Linked DNA regions of Gossypium arboreum: region 1 is linked to region 2. The links are chromatin contacts, called in public Hi-C maps. All regions are on one chromosome and are shown on one strand. Each heading gives the region's core, a stretch centred on a gene start, on an enhancer-like site or on the middle of the called end of the contact. The rest is flanking DNA. Distances are from core to core; before and after follow the strand shown.

Region 1 (4,215 bases), core at 1,488-3,987, 120 kb after region 2:
AGGGAATTTAGTTCATAATGTAAAAAGAAGACATCTCAAATTTAGAAAAACAATAAGACATAAAAAACCCAAATAAACTTCAAGAGAAATTTGAATGGAGATCTTTAATCTTGAAGTGGATCTACTTCTGAGATGATTCCAACGGCTTTTTTCAAGTAATTTTTGCTTTCTGCTTTGCGTGTCTCCTTAGGTCTTCTTTTGGTATGTATTTATAGACTTTAGACTACTCAGAAACCATAAAAATTGACTTTTTTCGCGTATTTAGAAAACCAGGAGCGATATCGACATGGGTTGCCATATGGGCATGTGGCTAGCCCGTGTGTATCACATGGGCGTGTGCTCAGCCTGTGTGGAATTCGTCTTGGCCATGTGGATCTTTCAATCAGCCCGTTTTGTCCGTTTTTGGCCCATTTTCTGCTCTTTTTGTCCCCCTATGCTCTTCTAAGTAAAAAACATGAAATTAAAGGATTAAGAGCATCTAATTCACTAAATTATATGATAAATCATCCAAAAATATGCTAAGTATGGGATTAGAATGTGTTACTTATATGGTTTATCATCTATCATAATTTGGTTTAATTTGGTTATTGGTTTTTGATATATTTTATTTTAAAATTTAATTTAATTTTGACAAAATAAGTTTTTTTACACTTGTTGGGATATTATTTGATAAAATTTCAAAATTTTTTAAAAATATTTCTAAAAAATCAAGTAAATAAAAATAATCATTAAATTTTATATGGTTGTTTTAAATATATATATATTTATATAAAACTTTTAAGTTTCTTCCACCATTTTAAATATAAAATATTAATTTTTACATCATAAAAATTAATTAAATAAAAACAATTGGTTTAGTTTGAAATAACATAGTTTTTAATTTATATTTCATAAACTTTCAAAACATCTTAGTGTAGGTCAATTTTCAATTTCTCAATTTTTATTGTCATCCTTATTAAAACCAACTAATAACATAATCACAACATAATGAATTAGGCATTAGGAAGCATGTCATACCTGTAACTTATCTATAAAACTTAGACGTGTGCATGGGCCGGGTCGGGTCAGGTTTGGACCAAGCTTAACCAAAAATTGGGCCCGTTTGTTAGGTTCGGGCTTGACCCCTCCCAAAAATGAGTTTAAAATTTTGCTCAAGCCCGACCCTGATAAAAATGTTAAAACTTGGGCCCGACTTGGGCCTCCCATATTAATTTTTATATAATTTTAAAAATATCTAATATATCAAAATACTAAAAACATCAAAATATATATTTCCCAACAAATTGAAAATAAATATGTATACTTAAATAACACTAACATAGATGCAACTTAACAAGCAAATGCCTCTAAAATAATAACAAAACTAACAAATGTCTTTAAAATAATAACAAAATTAACAATAAAATAAGTTTTATACAATATCCAAATAGTAACAAAATAGTAGCAACATAATAGTAAAATAGTAGTAAAATAGGAGAAAATAATAAGAAAATAATATTTAAAAATTTAATGGGTCAGTCGGACCCGCTAAAAATACTTACACGAGGCCCGGCCCATTTTTTAAACTGGCCTTATTTTTTTGTTCAAACCTATTTTTCGGACCTATATTTTTAACCCAAATCCTCTCATATTTCGGACAGACCTTCAGACTGGACCAAATGGCCCGACCGACAAACAGTTGTAATGAAACCTCATAATGCAACCCTTTTATTCTAAGGGTGTGTTCTCCATTGCTTTTGGGATGAACTTTTTCTAAAAAAAGTACTTTTCTCTTAAAAGTAATGAAGAACACATATCATTAAGAACAACTTTTTAACTTCCGAGATGAGCTTTTTAGAGATGAAAAGCAAGAATTTTAGCTTTTTTAGCCAAAAAGCACTTTTATCGTTATTTTACCTTTTAACTTTACTTTTGACTTAAAATGTGTTTGATGCTATTATTTTGTGTTCTCTTTATTGGTTATTTAATATGAATTTTACAAATGTATTAAAAGCATTAATTAAAAATAAAAATATTTTTAAAATAATACAATTGTGTCAATATCTAATTACAAATATTTAATTATTATATTTAAATATTTAAATATAGTTTATATATTCTAATTAAATTTAATAAATAATTAAATTAATTACTTAGAAATATTTAAAATTACTATTATATATTAAAATATTAATAATAAGTTATAATAAATTATTTTTATATTTTTGCTAAAATATCATAATATTAACTAATTTGAACATTATTTAAATACATATTTATTACTTTATAATATCATATTTAAAATGGACATTTTACTTTTTAAAAGTACTTTTGACAAAGAATATCAAACACTTAAATTTTTCCGAAGCACTTTTTAAAAGCACTTTTCCACAACACTTTTCAAAAGTATTGCCAAACTGACCCTAACCTATTATTGACTACCCTCAGTAAATTAAAATATATGTCCGGTTTATTGGTACTTGGAACTTATAGAATGCGAGACATTTCCTCCTCATTAAAATCAATAGCATTTTTACTAAAACATTATAAGGAGTTATCAGAATTAACTCATCCACCAAAGACTGAGTCATAATCCTGAATAATGTTGCTTTCATTGTTTACAAAAAACTTGATGTGTGATACTAAACCCTTTTCTGCTTGCTCTCACCTGATTCTACCTCTCTTCCCGATTTGCCCCTTCGAAATGCTCACTATAAACGAAAACAACAAGTATGGGCTCAACACGCCACCGTGTCGTAATTATCTGCTCCGATTTATGATCAATTAGAAAAATTAAGCAATATTAACTGATCGTATGAACGATTGGATTGGGCCTTAATATAATCAACACTAGATCACATGGCAGACTGTCCATTAGCAATGATGTGATGACTGATGATGACAATTAAATTACTAAATCAAAGTTGAAAAAAGCATCATTTGAAGGGTTATATTGAAGGGCAAATGACGTGGCCACATCACCACAACCTACCGCCGCCCCTTTAAACCTCCGACAGTAAAACCCTTAACCCTAAAATTTCCCAATATCCATTTCCAATTCGGTAGTAACCAAAACCCCTAAATCTTCTTAAAACCACCTAGTCCCCTTCCGAAGCCCCCATTTTCATCACAACAGCAAACAGAAGGAAAAAGAGAAAATGGAGGTGGAAACAGAGCAAGGAGAGACAGGGAAAAGCGTGATGTGCGTATTAACAGACCCGGAGGGAACCACCCTTGGAGGCACCATGTACCTTCCCCAGAACGTCGGTCCTGTTCAGCTTCAACAGATCGTCAATACTCTTCTAAAAAATGTAACCTCTTTATATTGTCTGCTTCAGTGCTTGATATTTGGTTTTAACTGGTTCCAAGTTAATTTTTGTTTTTTCGTTTAATTTACGTGTGATGCATTGTACTCAAAGTTTTATGCAATTTCTTTTATATTTGTCTTTGAATTATTTAGAATTGATTTTTTTTTATCATTCTTTATGCCTGTTTTTCTTTCCAATGTGATTTAGTTTGTCATGATAATAAAATGCTTCTAGAGCTGCGAGAGTGATGAACTTTTCTATTTGTGTTTCCTTTCTTCAGGAGGAGAAGTTACCTTATGCATTTTATATATCTAATCAAGAGCTTCTTGTGCCGCTTGGAAATTACTTGGAGAAGAATAAAGGTCAGTTTGCGAGCTGATGAAGTGAATGTGTGACAGTGTTGCTTTCACTACTTGATTATTTTACATTTCTCAGTATCCTTAACCTACTATTGTCTGGTTAATTTGGATCATCAACTTTTCAGTTTCCATGGAGAAAACACTGTCGATAGTTTATCAACCGCAGGCAGTTTTCAGGATTCGTCCGGTTAATCGGTGTTCAGCTACAATTGCTGGTATGAGATTGATATATATTTCCTATCAAAACTTTATCAAACGAATGTTGAAATCATGGGTTTGCATGCTCAAGAAAGAAACAAGTTGCTTGTTATGTCTTGCATGGGCTCTTGATGTGATGATATCATCAAACTTCAAAGAAATTATTTTTTCTGATTCAGGCTCAGCTAATTTTCCTGTCTAAAAAGCAGTTCCGTTTAACTTATTCATATTTTTGTTTATATGGATGAATTAGGTATAAAATGTTTACTAACATTCCTTTAGCATAATTGGATTGGTTATCCTAAATCTTTGCTGTTGCTTTGTCACAATAGGTCATACTGAAGCAGTACTTTCTGTTGCGTTTAGTCCTG
Region 2 (4,121 bases), core at 1,440-3,939:
AAAAAATATTATATATAAATAATTGGATGAATAACGGTGTAATTTACCCGTAACACATTTACTTTTTATTATAAAATTGACCACTTTTATTAGAGTTACATAAATGTATAACTCTTCATTTCAATACATATGCATTTCTTTCGCCTAAATTTCATCCTTTCACTCAATCCTTACGTAAGCTTCTAAAAGAAGGTTAAAGTGGGGAAAAAAATCTCACAGAAGCTCTTTTTTTTTATCAGTGTAACTATTGCTATGAATGAAGGTATTAACAAGTTTCCATTAATAGGTATTTGTTGCATTGCTCGCAAAGCACATTCATAGTAGCGGAAGGACAGAAGGCGGATGCTGGTCGGCCCGGAAGTTGCCGAATTGACAGGTTACAGTGAGACCAAGGCCATGCTGCAGGTCGGGCACAAAACACAGAATTCAGGATAAAAATCCCCTGCCCCTCATTTATGCCCCTCCAATCATAATTTGACATGCGGGTTATATTAATATCTTATTTTTTATGGAGTTGCCCTTAACAGTAAATTTTTGTTTGTCTACAAAATTGAAGAGCAAAAGAGATTTCTTTCTCTTGGCCAAAAAATTTATTTTCAAACTTTTTTATTTCTGGGTTTCTTTGGTTGGTTTGATTCGTCATCTTGTCCCCAACCATCATGTTCAAGTTATGGTATTTTTCTGTAAAATGATGTATTTTGATGAACTAATTGACTTGTTTTGGTATTACTGATTTGTAAGCTCAACATGTTTGTTCATAGTTCAAAAAGATGGAGAACTAATTGACTTCATCAAGGCCTAATAATAAAAAAGACTATTCTCTATATGTAGATAGCTTCATTTTCAAACATTTCCAACACTGAACTTGTCTATCAATTTATACTACTATGTTTTAAGCATCTTGAAGTTTGCTCTTAGTTTTTGTAATATGTGATATTTATGAGCCAATGGCTTATTGATGTTCTTATATTGAGTGGTTTGGATGAGGCGAGAAAGGTTTTTGATTTGATGGTTGTAAACCTAATGTCTTTAGTTACAACATCATCATCAATGGGTATTACAAAAAAATTATCAAGTCCTAAAACTCCAATGAAATGACTCAAAAGGGACTAGTTCCTCACATTGCTACTTATGGTGGGAGGCAGGCAACCTCTCGAATGTACTACTCTTTGAGGATTACCTGCTGTGCTCAAATTACAAATTCAACACTTTTGCTTCCCCAATCAGTGTATTATATTAATATTTCATTAATTATAGAGTTGTGGTTAACCTTTAGAATTAACTTAAGAACAACGAATTGAAACCTGGGTAGTAAAATCAAGAAGCTTGATACATCAAACACTTGAGAAACAAAATGAAGATAATAAGAGAGAGAGAGGGTCAAGGAAGTTGTTGGACGACAGGACGTGATTTTGGTAATGACGGCACAAGAAGAGACGGGAGTCTTAACCACTGGACGACGCCATTACAGTCTTGGTGTTGGATCCAAGAAAACACACACCCGATGTTAGATTATGAATTTCAAAGAGATATGGAGATGGGGGTTCTTGATCGTACTGGTTATGAGCTTATGAAAATTGGGTTTAATGGAGGGCTATTGTTGTGGTAAACAAATTGAAAATGACCCTTTTCAGTTATAAGACCTCGCCGTAAAAATTCACCAACTTGAAAAGCTTCTAGCCTTCAACAACCCAAAATGAGAGAATTATAATGGAATTCGGGATAAATTGTGTTTTTATATATAATAATCATTTATTATATTTATATTTAATTATATGTGTATTTGTAGAAAGTTAAATTATTTAGAATTAAAATCAATTTTTTTTAAAAAAAGTGTGAGTATTGAGAACTAAAGCGTATTATTATATTAGTTAAAAAAATATTGCGTAGAGTGATAAAAAAAAACAATTTAAAACATTAATGATGGAAATTAAATTTTTTATAATTTTGTGACCGAAGCAGAAATATATTAATAGTGGGATGAATAATATTGTAGTTTACCTATTTTTTTTAGGTGCTGCAGGCGGGCCTAATATAAATATGAATGCCATAATATGAAGTGGGCTTAATCACCAAATGGCACCTCAAGATGGGTGCTAGTAAACATAGCTATAAATTATACCTTCTTTTCTCATCTTAATATAAATATTTAAAAATATAGAAAATGCTTCAGTTGGATTTTTTAGCTTGCAATTAGTGTGTATTCGTTGGCGAGTTAATCAATTCATTCTCTATCTCTACATCAATATTTCGATTGGTTCCCACTTCCTAATTTAATTGGTTTAATTTTGAAAATTGATGTAATAACTTTTTTATCTCATAAGTAGACAATGAAATTTAAAATTAAAATTAATTATTAATGTCGCAAATTTTGAGCATTACTAATATTGCTAGACATTATAAGAAAGAAGAAAAAAGAAAAAGAAAAGAGAGAAATAATGTAACCAAAAAATAAAAATATTTTTAAATTTATATGATATGACCATTTATTATTGACTGTAATCTTTTTTAATGGATACAGATATAATATTTTGGTGTTAAAAAAATTAAGTATTACCTGTGACAAAAAAAAAAAACTAAGTACCAAGATGAAAAAAAAATATGATTTTGGTATAATTTGTGGATTAAGCCTAATAATTTTCTGCAGGCTGTGTTAACTCGGTTGTACCCATGAACTCGTCCCAACTTCACACGTGGCATGATTGAAGCTTAAGAAAACAGAAATTCAGGCACAAGCATTGAGTCCAACCGTCACATTGGACTTCATATTTTGGGCCGGTGGTATTTCTCCCTTATTGGTGTGTTATTAGTTCTTTTATGCCAAAATCTTTCAACACTTGGAATTTTCTAGAATTTTTTAGAATATATATGATTAATCTTTTAAGCCTTCCAAGTGAATCTTCTTATCTAGGAATCATCACCTTTTTTTTCAAGGTTTATTAATTAATTCCTAAAAAATTAAGATCGGGACTTTTGTAGCACCTTATACCCGACTCGATCATCGGGTCTGAGTTATGAAATATCACGATCAATACCGATGAAACTAACATCACATAAACATCATACAATCATTCATACACACAATTTAGTATAATTCACATTCTTATTATGCTACATAAATATTCTCGGGTCCCACATGAGTTTACGAAAACTCTTTTACTAACCTGAGCATGAATAAGGACTAAATTGTGAAGTTTTCAGAGCTTTGCAACGTCACTCATTTTCGGTTGTGACGTCAAAGTCTTGAGGTCACAACATGACCCCTGTTTTGGCAACTTAACACTTTAGTGCCTATTCATTTGCTTTCAAACCAACATCAAAATGATTTCATTAAACCTTTCACAAGTATAATGCTATTAAACCATGCTAATCTAAATCAATTCAAGCATGAAATCATCTAATTCAACCATTCAACATTGTACAATTTAAACATAAAGCTTTAACAATTTCACAAATTGATACATGAGCTATCTAAATCAAGCTCTCATGATCTCAAATCTATAAAAATAACAAGAAAAGGGCTTTAATTTACCTTTAAATTTTCCTAGGTTTTTCTTCTTCTTTTGGACAACAAGAATATAGATGGAAGATGAAGATGACATTTTTCCACTAACTTAACCTGGATTAAAGCTTAATCAAGTTCGTTTAATTAACATAAACATAATTTATTTAACTTAATTTAACATTAATTAATCTTGGTGAGTTTTATCATCATCATACACTTTCTCCTATTTAAAAATCATCTAATAATCATTTTGGCTCTTTGGTTAATTGTTATTTAAGTCTTCAAGTCTTTGGTCAATTAAAACTCTATAACGATTGGACTTTTACAATTTAATCCTCGGCCTTAATTAATTATTATTTCGGTAAAATTACTCAACTAATTATTTTTATTATCCTTGTAAATATTCATATTTAATATTTACAGACTTGGTTTATAGAAATGAGGTTTCAAAATCATATTTTCTGGTACCACTAAAAATCGGGCCGTTACAACTTTGCTTGGGATAGATTAATAGTTTTATGCAATATTAAGTTTTTATTGATTAAATGATTTTGGGATATTGTTTTTGTATGAAATTCCTAACCTCTTGATTGAGTAATACTTTATAGATGTTGAT

The links. Hi-C and Micro-C count contacts between places; a contact is called where the count stands out from the background.
Region 1: a Hi-C map of leaf shows a contact between it and region 2, with 2.4 times the contacts expected there. The contact joins the promoter of LOC108467812 here to the enhancer-like site in region 2. A contact is called at or near these places in 2 of 5 Hi-C or Micro-C datasets (both in leaf).

What each region holds. Positions count from the first base shown.
Region 1 is chr8:20,929,059-20,933,273 of ASM2569848v2, forward strand. It overlaps LOC108467812 (notchless protein homolog), which reads left to right and starts at 2,738. Exons shown (of 13, transcript XM_017768598.2): 1 at 2,738-3,290; 2 at 3,568-3,649; 3 at 3,772-3,861; 4 at 4,177-4,215. The coding sequence starts at 3,138.
Region 2 is chr8:20,809,527-20,813,647 of ASM2569848v2, forward strand. No RefSeq gene overlaps it. Among protein-coding and RNA genes, the nearest start is that of LOC128279541, 32 kb to the left of the region's middle. Within about 2 kb of position 2,690, at least 1 of the 2 cell types and tissues checked has an H3K27ac peak or open chromatin away from gene starts, as enhancers often do. A contact at or near this core is called in leaf, where this site is marked.